3 separate regions of the Zea mays genome follow, and regions 2 and 3 are each linked to region 1. The links are chromatin contacts, called in public Hi-C maps. All regions are on one chromosome and are shown on one strand. Each heading gives the region's core, a stretch centred on a gene start, on an enhancer-like site or on the middle of the called end of the contact. The rest is flanking DNA. Distances are from core to core; before and after follow the strand shown. Region 1 holds the start of LOC100278729. Region 2 holds the start of LOC109939901 (transcription factor MYB30). Region 3 holds the start of LOC100272511.

What was found. A called contact is a pair of places that touch in the nucleus more often than the background predicts.
Region 2: a contact with region 1 is called in a Hi-C map of ear, with 2.4 times the contacts expected there. The contact joins the promoter of LOC109939901 here to the promoter of LOC100278729 in region 1. A contact is called at or near these places in 2 of 25 Hi-C or Micro-C datasets (ear and leaf mesophyll).
Region 3: a contact with region 1 is called in a Hi-C map of leaf, with 4 times the contacts expected there. The contact joins the promoter of LOC100272511 here to the promoter of LOC100278729 in region 1. A contact is called at or near these places in 8 of 25 Hi-C or Micro-C datasets (bundle sheath, ear, endosperm and 3 more).

The regions. Positions count from the first base shown.
Region 1 is chr5:29,264,598-29,268,053 of Zm-B73-REFERENCE-NAM-5.0, reverse strand. LOC100278729 reads left to right here and starts at 1,862. Exons shown (of 4, transcript XR_002262214.3): 1 at 1,862-2,277; 2 at 2,359-2,447.
Region 2 is chr5:29,691,884-29,695,339 of Zm-B73-REFERENCE-NAM-5.0, reverse strand. LOC109939901 (transcription factor MYB30) reads right to left here and starts at 1,815. Exons shown (of 2, transcript XM_020538288.1): 1 at 1,192-1,815; 2 at 1-541. The coding sequence starts at 1,454.
Region 3 is chr5:29,003,437-29,006,892 of Zm-B73-REFERENCE-NAM-5.0, reverse strand. LOC100272511 reads left to right here and starts at 1,716. Exons shown (of 4, transcript NM_001348794.1): 1 at 1,716-2,057; 2 at 2,187-3,347. The coding sequence starts at 2,277.

The DNA of each region.
Region 1 (3,456 bases), core at 613-3,112:
TTACCCGGGTTTTTTGCTACATAATTACGTATAGCACATGTGTGTGAGTGTATAGCAAGGAATATTGTCGATCAGGCGTGAGTATTATTTGCTAGCTACAGGCGCAGGATAACCTAATTAAGGAACTCCAAAAGGATTCAAACATGTCCAGCCAATACACGACGCTAGCTGCTAGCTAGTCCTAATTTTTCTTTAAAAAATAATATCCCCAAGATGCTTTTCCAGCGTGGCATATGACGCAAAAGGTTGGATGCAATAATGCAAGGCATATATAACATTTGGACATGATTAAAGTGCTGAAACAATCAGACCAGTGGTCGTCGTCGTCTGTCGATCCAGATGATACACACACCTTTGGCACCTTCGTCTCCGATCCATTTACAATATTAACAGCCGTTGGGTGTTATTTTTTTCCCCAATTCGAACCCCAACTTTACATTATTTGAGGAGACTGGTTTAAAAAAATCTGGGCGAGTTATTTAAAAGATAAAAAAAAATCTAGGCAAGTTATAGGGCTCGAACCCCCAACTTCATGGTTTAAAACCTTGTGCTCCACCAACTGAGCTAGATGGCTTGGTGCCATTTCTTTGCAACAAAACTGTTGATAACACAACCGAGCTCGGCGCCAAGATCTGTGGCGCCGAGCTCAGTGCCACGTCAACGCCACGGCGTCCAGTTTGTGCCAACGCAGCACGTACCTCGGCGCCATAACCTATGGCGCCGAGCTGTGTTACCTCGGCGCGCATAGGCTATGGCGCCGAGGAAAGGGTCCAAAAATGTAATTAAAATTTTCTAGGGTCTAAATGTGTTTTTTTTCCAAAAAATGGCCAAAATACAAAAAATTCGGTCACCTCGACCCCTCTACTCTTTTTTGCAGGATCGTATCCGAGTACCAGATAAGTCAGATAAATTATAAGGCTGGCTCCAGCAGATCCGCTAAAGCGGCCTGTTCGCTACATATAGCGGATATTTTCGTCCGGTACGTCTCCAGCAAGGACTGCTATAGACTCCTGTAAATTTAGCACACGCTTCCACAGACACTAAATGTAGAGTTCCACGGCCACCCGCTAATCCGCTATACACTGTTGCTTACGTACGGTCGCGCGCACTGGTCAAGAAGTGTTGCCTGTTTGGTTTTCGTGTACGTTCGATAGTTTGATATAAAAAATATGTGCAATACAAAGTTTATTTAGAAAACTTTCCTATTTTGTTTTCCTATACATCCGATAGAAAAAAAATAATACAAAGTTTAGCTAGACAATGCAATTTCCTATATTGTGTTATCTTAATTAATTTACCAGACCACTAATTTCGAATTTTAAATACTTAATTTAAATTTAATCTGGATACATACATAATATTTTACAGTTGACAGACAATGCAATGTTGATACAAACTAAATTGAATTAGGAATTTAGTTATCACTGTTGATATAGAGGATCAAATTTAGAGGATATTGTTGGAGATGAGGAAGATATAGAAGACAGAATCTTTTAGAGGGTGCTGTAAAGTACAGAGAATATTTTTTTAGGGGATAAAATTTAGAGAACGTCGTTGGAGACAACCTAAGCAACCCGCTCATAGATTTCGAAGTCCACCACCTCATACACATATGAAAGTCATTTTTTTCTTATTGCTTTTTCAGTCCGTCCCTGAATTGACATCAAAAATTGGGTCAAAAGTTTAGGATAATTAGACTTCTCGGGATTATTTAGATCACAAGTTTGGGATAATCAGACATCTCGGATTCTCGGGGTTTTTTTTAAATTTTTTTTGCACGACACACTTTCTGGTTGAGGCGAGCGGCGGCGGACGGGACGTGACGCGGGACTACAAATCCGCGCGGTCTGGGCCCAGTGCCGTGCGGCCCGGTTTAGGTGCACCAGAAGACAGCGGCACCGCACCGGGCGCAACTACCGCGTCCGTGCCGTGATCCACTCCCCATTGCCCCCCGACCCTCGTGCACGCGCAGAGTAATCGGCTCAGAAACGCAGGCAGCCCAGCCCACGCCGCGAGGAAGCCTGAGGCCGAGAGAGGACTGAGCAAGCGTCCCGCGAGAAACTGGTGTTCCGGACCACCACGCGGATGGGCTCGGGCGACCCGGCGGCCGACCCCCTTTCTTCCTTCCTCCGCCACCCCGGCGCGTTCTCCTTCTCCCGTCGCGTCGCCATGGCGCGCGACGCCACCGCCACATCCGTGCCAGCGCTCCGCCCCTGGATCGTTGACCTCCTCCCGCTCCTCGTCGTCCTCCTCATCGCCGCCCACGTCCTCGCCCTCGTGCGTCCTCCTCCCCTAGCTCTCCTGTTATTGCCACCTGCCGGATAAGATTGGGGTTATGAATTTAGCTTCCCGTTGCAGGGTTACTGGATCTACAGGCTCGCCACGGACGGGTCCAGGCAGCCCGCGCGGAGCAAGAAGCACTAAGGGGACGGCGCCCGCGGCCGGATGTAAGGCAATTCACATCTTGTCTCTCATGAGCTCTGGTGCTTTCAGTGAATGTTAATTATCGGAGAGCGAGGAATTCCTGATTACGCTATTGCTTGCTGCCTGGTGCCCGCTAGGCTCCGGCAGGTGCTCGAGATGCTGATTGCCGAAATGCTACGTTGAGAATAGGGAATTTAGTTATCCTTGACAATTAGCATGTTGGGTGCTAACTCCGATCCGCACATTTTTTGATCTTTTACTCATGTATCACATCAGCACTAGTTCGTTCATCTCAAAAGCGATTTTTTACTCCGTCTGTTCTTTTGTTTATAGGTCGTTTGAGCTTTTCTAGATGCATAACTTTTATTATATATTTATACCTATCATATATCTAGATGCATAGCCAAATCAATGTAAGCTAAAACGACCTATAAATTTATAACTATAATTTGGAACGGAGGGTGTGCTACTTTTTTCCAGATTCTTTTGGTGGCGATTGGTTTGGTGCTTTAGTCCAATTTAACTTTCTTCTTTACGGATAATTCATTTTAGGTTTGGTACCTTGCTTGTTGAGCACTTGTTGAATAAAAAAGGTAAGACTGAACATATCTGATATATATTTGGGGGTCCCTCGGATTTGGATATAGATGCAGTGTATACATCAGATGGTGATACTTTTGGGATGGTACGGTTGGTGGATTAGGATTGCTTTCTTCGTTTCAACTTCAGACTGCAATTATTGAACCCTTTTTAGGAGAACAATTATTGAACCCTGCTCATTTATGTATCTTCTTTTTATCGGTAACTGATTTGTTAAGTTATTTATCAAGTTATCCTGCTAAACATGGGGTTTGTTTGTCTAAACTGTGGAGGCATAAACATGTTTATGTTATATTCATGTTTTGAAGAGAAGTGTTTGATCTTATGAGTGCTTCATATGCTCCCGGTCGTTATTCTTGCATTTGGTATGCATTATGCTGTTGTAAGATAAGTTGATTTTCCTCTCTATCCTCAATTTTTTTTTTATGTTTC
Region 2 (3,456 bases), core at 566-3,065, 430 kb before region 1:
CTCCAGCAGCATCTTGAGCCAGAACTCCATGTCCTGGTCCCTGGTGGACGACGAGGGCGGGCCGGCGATGCCCAGCTCATCCCCGTCCATGGCGCAAAGGCCCAGGTCCGTGACGTCCGCCGACGACCAGAAGCTGTCGTCGATGGCCGGGAACTCGGCGGAGCTGAAGCTCTCCATCTCCATCTCCATCTCCATCTCCGCCTTGCCGGCGCCGCCGACCTGCAGCTGCTCCTCCTGGCGGCTGGTGGCGGCCGCGTTGTCGGGCGACGACGACACGGCCGCGGCGGAGAACGTGACGCCGCTGCTCACGCTGCTCGACTGCCCCGGCGACGCCGGCTGCCGCTCGCTGCTGTCCACGTCGGCGGCTGGTCTCTTGGTGGCGCCGGCGGTCCTGGTCCTGCTTTTGCGCGCCTTCTTCTCCTGCCGTCCGCCGGTGCCGCCGCCGTCGTCGCCCCCCAGGCGCTTCTTGATGTGGGTGTGCCACACGTTCTTGATCTCGTTGTCGGTGCGCCCCGGCAGCTGCGCGGCGATCGCTGACCACCTGCGTTGTTGCCACGTAAACGTTCAGCAATCGGAGGAGCCCCGGAGCCAGGAACACGACACGTCCGACGAGGAGAAACAGTCGAGTTCAGCAACTAGTGGGGCTCTAATCTCATGTGCGGTTTAATTTTTTTTTTTAACTGGTAGGATGGGCGCTGCATCAGCCCCCATTTTCCGAAGTGTGCGTGGTCCTGTTTCAGGGCCAGGATCAGCTTTGCAAGTGGCGAAATGGCGTTGCTGCTGTCAGGCAGGCAGGCAGAGGCAGCGCAGGATTTTATTTCACCACGCGAGGCCAAACGAGACGGAATCTCCGGCCTGGACTGGATTGGGTACCTCGCAAGTGGGGCTATGGCCATGGATTGTCCTCTCTCCGAGTGGACGGGTTTCGAGGCGGCTATGGCCATGGCCGCCGAGCAATGCAATGATAAAAGGCGTACTAGCAAAAAGCTTGAAAAGATGGCGAGGAGTATTTTTTTCCATACATCTGAACCACTGTTGCAGGCTGCAGCGCGCAGACTTTTTTTTTATGTTCCAGAGAGGGAAGAAAAAAACAAATGCCTCTGTTTTCTTTCGATGGAGAGAAGAAATGACGAGCAGGGGGGGGGCAAAGGAGTTGGCAGCTCGGGAGCGGGGTGTCGCTGACGGACGGACCTGTTCCCGAGCTCGCGGTGGAGGCGGACGACGAGGGCCTCCTCGTCGGCGGTGAAGTTGCCGCGCTTGATGTCCGGGTGGAGGTAGTTGATCCAGCGCAGGCGGCAGCTCTTGCCGCAGCGGAGCAGCCCCGCCTGCCGGGGCAGCGCGCGCCAGTTGGGGTGCCCGTTCTGCCGGACGTAGGCCACCAGGCGCTGGTCCTCCTCGGGGCTCCACGCGCCCCGCCGCAGCCCCTTCTTCTCGCAGCACGGCGCCCTCCCCATCGGTCGTCCAAGTGCGCTGGCGACGCGGGGGGAGGTGCTGTGCCTCCGACTCCGAGTGGCTGGCTATAGCTAGTTAGCCGGCGACGGCCGCAGCAGGGCCAGGAGAGAGTGGAGCGGCGAGCTGGAGCACGACGGGGACGGACGGGCTGTCCCTATTTATTATGGGCAGGAGGGTGCGGGAGGATCGCCGTCGCCGGGGCACATTTGGAAAACGTGCGAGGTGATGAGACGAGACGCGACGCTCGCTTGCGTTTTGCTTCCACGGGTGCGGGTGGGCCCCGTCGCCCGTGCGCTGGCTGCCTGGCCGGGCCCGCACGCTGCAGTGCTGCGCGTTGGCCGCAGCTTTGGCCTTTGGACTCGTGCAGGGATTCATTCAGCTGAGCCTGGGCAGTTAGCAGCACCGTTCTCCTTTTCCTACTTCTTTTTCCTCATCTGAGAAACGTAGGGACGATGGGAGGAATGAATCTTTTGGAAAATCATATACTTACTAGTCCCCTTTCGAAATGGAGGAAATGATGAAGGAATTTTGGACGATTGAATTTTCCTATAGAGAGAATACAAGAATTCTTTTAAAGTTCCTATGAAATGAACTATCCCATACACCTTCCGGAGTCCAACCCTCTGGTTTTTGTTTTTCCCTTGTGCCTTAGGATTCTTCTCTTGCGCGCCATTCACATGCCTTTATTCACAACTTTTCTGCGTTCTAGCTTTCTAATTAAAGGATTTCAAGTGCACGATTCATTTCAATCTTCTGCCTTTTTTTTCTTCTGTTCTATTGCTTTATTTTATCCTTAAAATACACTCTCTCTCCGTTCCAAAATATAGTTTTTAGCCCTTCTTTTTTCTTTTCACGTTCGAATGAATAGTAACGAATATATACATGCATATAAACTACATTTATAAATTAGTTAATGAATGCATGTTTAGTCTAGAACTAATACTAGTATCTTTGGGGTGGAGGGAGTATGAAAACCAACTCCAAGAGAAAAGTGTCCACTAATGGCTAGTTTGGGAAACCCAATTTCCTAAGGGATTTCTATTTTCCCTTGGTAAATTGGGGTTCCTAAACTAGCCCTAAAAAAACTTTTAAGGCACATTCATAATGAATTCACATACATACTTAGTTGCTCACATGTAAACGTTATTAATGCAGATTCAGTCTAGAAAAATTCATATGAAAATAATAATTTTTAAAATGAACGTGCACTAGAAGACAAAATCACTATAGTTTTGTTGGGGACCATAATTAGGGGTACCCCTAAGACTCCTAATCTCAGCTGGTAACCCCCATCAGCACAAAGCTGCAAAGGCCTGATGAGTGCGATTAAGTCAAGGCTCGGTCCACTCAAGGGCCACGATCTCGCCTCGCCCGAGCCCAGCCTCGGGCAAGGGCAGCCGACCCCGGAGGATTCACGTCTCGCCCGAGGGCCCCCTCAAGCAACGGACACACCTTCGGCTCGCCCGAGGCCCAGTCTTCGCCAAGAAGCAACCTTGGCCAGATCGCCACGCCGACCAACCGTATCTCAGAAGCATTTAATGCAAGGATGACCTGACACCTTATCCTGACGCGCGCCCTTCAGTCGACAGAGCCGAAGTGACCACAGTCACTTCGCCGCTCCACTGACCGGCTTGACAAGAGGACAGCGCCGCCTGCGTCGCTCCGACTGCTGTGCCACTCGACGGAGTGAGGCTGACAGCAGCCAAGTCCGGCTTCGGACGCCATAGGAAGCTCCGCCTCGCCCGACCCCAGGGCTCGGCCCCCGTCTCGGCCTCGGACGATGAACTCCGCCTCGCCCGACCCAGGGCTCAGACTCGGTCTCGGCTCCGGAAGACGATGAACTCCGCCTCGCCCGACCCCAGGGCTCGGACTCGGCCTCGGCTCCGGAAGACGACGAACTCCGCCTCGCCCGACCCAGGGCTCGGACTCGGCCTCGGTTCCGGAAGACGACGAACTCCGCCTCGCCCGACCCCCGGGGCTCGGACTCAGCCTTGTCCTCAGACG
Region 3 (3,456 bases), core at 467-2,966, 260 kb after region 1:
TTTAAAACAATTCAGTGGAACTGTGACAGATAGGAAAAGTGAATCAGACATTTGGGAACAATTACTCACAATAGAGGAGAATCACGGGCACATAGCAGCAGACAGTCAACATTCAGCACACAACGATCGCCGCTCAGGTGGTCGCTGCCCATTGGCCAGGGAGGCGCTCCGCCCTCGCCTATGAATAAGAAAAGAAAGGGAATCAGGTTGGGGAAGTTGTATAGTTTGGGAGAAGATGTAATGGCAAGGGCGGATTTGGGCGGTGGCGCGGCGCTAGTGCAGGCCGCGCGCGTCATTGCTATAGGGTCGAAGGGACGCTGGAGGCAGGCCGACGGAGGTGGAGGTCGGACTGGCGGTGGCGGATGCCTGAGTCAGAGCCCGCCCGGCCAACTCAGAGGTTGCTGCCTTGTGCCATTACCGGATTCGTAGAGCCTGAAGGTGTGGAGAGCGATGGAGGACTGAATAGAGACGGCGTGCCGATGGCAAATGTAGGAAACACAGCCACGCATGTTTGCGAAATAATTGTAAGAGCCTATGTTTTAGTGACTTGAGCGACTGAGTGAGGCTGCCAGCGCCTGGCTCGATCGGTGCAAGCAGGAGATCTTTTAGACCACATTTTTAGGCTGAAATATATTTTAGACTAATTTTTTGATTGAAAAAGACCTATATATAAAAGGATTTTTAGGCTCGTCCCGGGCCACGGCCCAGGTGGCCCGGGGGCCGGGGCCGAAATTCGCCCCTCCTCACACATGTTGTTCTTGACTGTTGTAACTCTAATTCATATGGACAAAACACTCTGGAGTAGAAGCCTGTACGGAATAAAGCAAACCAATATGGTGACGGTTCCACCCCTCGAATTCAATCGCCGCAATCCGCATGCAATCGTGTGCCGCGTTTACAAATGTGAGCCAGACCGCCCTAGCCCATGGCCTCCCATGATTCAGTTCATGTGCTTGAAACGGCGTGCGTCGGTTCACGCACGCTGTAAGGAGTTTGGAGATCGAATGGACATTCCACATGATGACCCGGTCCGTTTCCAGTCATGGTTTGCTTGCTTGTCCAGGAGACCAGACCACAAATGCGCGAGCTTTCTACACAGGGGCGAGCAGCGTGTGCTCTTCATCAGTCCAGCTGGACCCCGTCGCGGCAACTTTGGCTTCATGCATGCACTGGGCGCCCCCCATCTGTTTGGATCGCAGAAAATTTCGCTGGCCCCTAATAAAATATATAAAAAAGTGTTATTCCAGTACCTCGTCAGGTCCTTTCATAATTAATAAAAAAGAAAACAAACATTACTAGTAGTATTGGCACGCACTGTCTGAAACCGAGTAAAGTCTGTGGGCCAGTTGATGAACCAGCAGGAGGCTGTTGGACTGGCATCTGATCTGATGATGATTGATCATCTCGAGATGGATGAATGAATGAATTCATTCAAACAGACACGACCGTCAAAAACGGAACGGAGTAACCACCACCGCGCGTTGCCCGGCCTCACCCCACCGACAGCCCGGCAGGCTGGGCCCCGCGGGTCATGCTCTCCCGAACCCGATGGTGGTGGGAGTAGGTACTCGCTGTCCCGTGTGCCGCGCAGCTGTTCGCTGTTCGCGCGGGCGCGGCGGATCCGGTGGTGGGGTCGCGCTCCCACACTGGGGCCTGACTGTGGTGCTGTGCTACTGCAGCTGCAGCGGGGAGAGCGGCCCACTCATCAGTCATCACCACAACAAGGTAGAGGCGTCCGAGGCCTCGCCATAATTCCAACCCACTGTGTGTGCCGCTGTAGCAGCGCAGCGCAGCGCGCGCGCCACCACCGTCAACCTCCTGATCTCCCCGCCTCGCCGCCGTCGATTCTTCGCCGTCTTCCTGGGGCTCGGGGGCAGCCGGAGCAAGCTTGGGGGGGTGGTGTCCTCGGACCGACGACAGAGTCGTTGCCCGCGAAGATGCCGGCCCTGGTGTACATTCCTACTCCGCTTTGCCCGGTGCCAGAGCGTTTCTCCCGGAGTAGCGGTTGCGCCGCCTCATGATCTGCCAATTGGAACCCCTGGGCGTGCGCAGAGGAGGTATCGCTCGCTCCTGCTGTCTGTGTCCGTTTCGTTTCAATCGCGTGCTTTTCGTTCAGTTCCGTTTTGTGGGGGTTGCGTGGGGTGGTTTAGTACTTGGGTTCGCGCAAATAACGGGAGACGTTGCAGGTTGCTCTGCAGCTGGACAGTGATCGCGTTTGGTGGGTGTGGCGGCGGTGGAGGAAGACGACACGACGAAGACGAGGAGGTCAGGAGGCCATGAAGGAGGCGGGCGAGGAGAGGTGCCTTGACCCGCAGCTGTGGCACGCGTGCGCCGGCGGCATGGTGCAGATGCCCCCCGTGCGCTCCCGTGTCTACTACTTCCCGCAGGGCCACGCGGAACACGCGCACGGCGGCGGCGGCGCCACGGACCTCGCCGGGGCGCGGGCGCGACCTCTCCCGCCGCTCGTGCTCTGCACCGTCGCCGGGGTGCGCTTCCTGGCCGATCCGGAGACCGACGAGGTCTTCGCCAAGATCCGCCTCGTGCCGGCCGCGCCCGGCGAGGTGGAGTTCGGAGAGCCCCGCGAGTTCGGCATCGACCCCGAGGACGCCCGGGAGAAGCTGTCCTCCTTCGCCAAGACGCTCACGCAGTCCGACGCCAACAACGGCGGCGGCTTCTCCGTGCCGCGCTACTGCGCCGAGACCATCTTCCCCAAGCTCGACTACCGGGCCGACCCGCCGGTGCAGACGGTGCTCGCCAAGGACGTGCACGGGGAGGTCTGGAAGTTCCGCCACATTTTCCGGGGCACGCCGCGCCGGCATTTGCTCACCACGGGATGGAGCGCGTTCGTCAACCAGAAGAAGCTCGTCGCCGGGGACTCCATCGTCTTCCTGCGCACCGAGCATGGCGAGCTGTGCGTCGGGATACGCCGTGCCAAGCGGGTGTCCTGTGGTGGCATGGAGTGCATCTCTGGCTGGAACGCCCCGGTGTACGGGGCCTTGTCGGCGTTCTTGAAGGACGAGGAAGGTAAGATCACTAAGGGTCCTGGTGGGTACATGAGAGGCAGGGGGAAGGTGGAGATCACGGACGTTGTTGAGGCCGCAAGCTTAGCCGCGAGCGGGCAGCCATTTGAGGTGGTGTACTACCCGAGAGCTAGCACTCCAGAGTTTGTTGTGAAGGCTGCATCGGTACAGAACGCGATGAGGAACCAGTGGTGCCCTGGGATGAGGTTCAAGATGGCATTTGAGACAGAGGATTCGTCAAGGATCAGCTGGTTTATGGGGACGATAGCTTCTGCTCAGGTTGCTGACACAATCAGATGGCCAAATTCACCGTGGAGGCTTCTTCAGGTTTTGCTTCATCCCATGTTTCCCATACCTATATGCCATACTTCATTATGAACTGATGATTGCTACTTTTAACTTCCCGTTTGGGGTTAATAATTAATAGGTGTTAGTG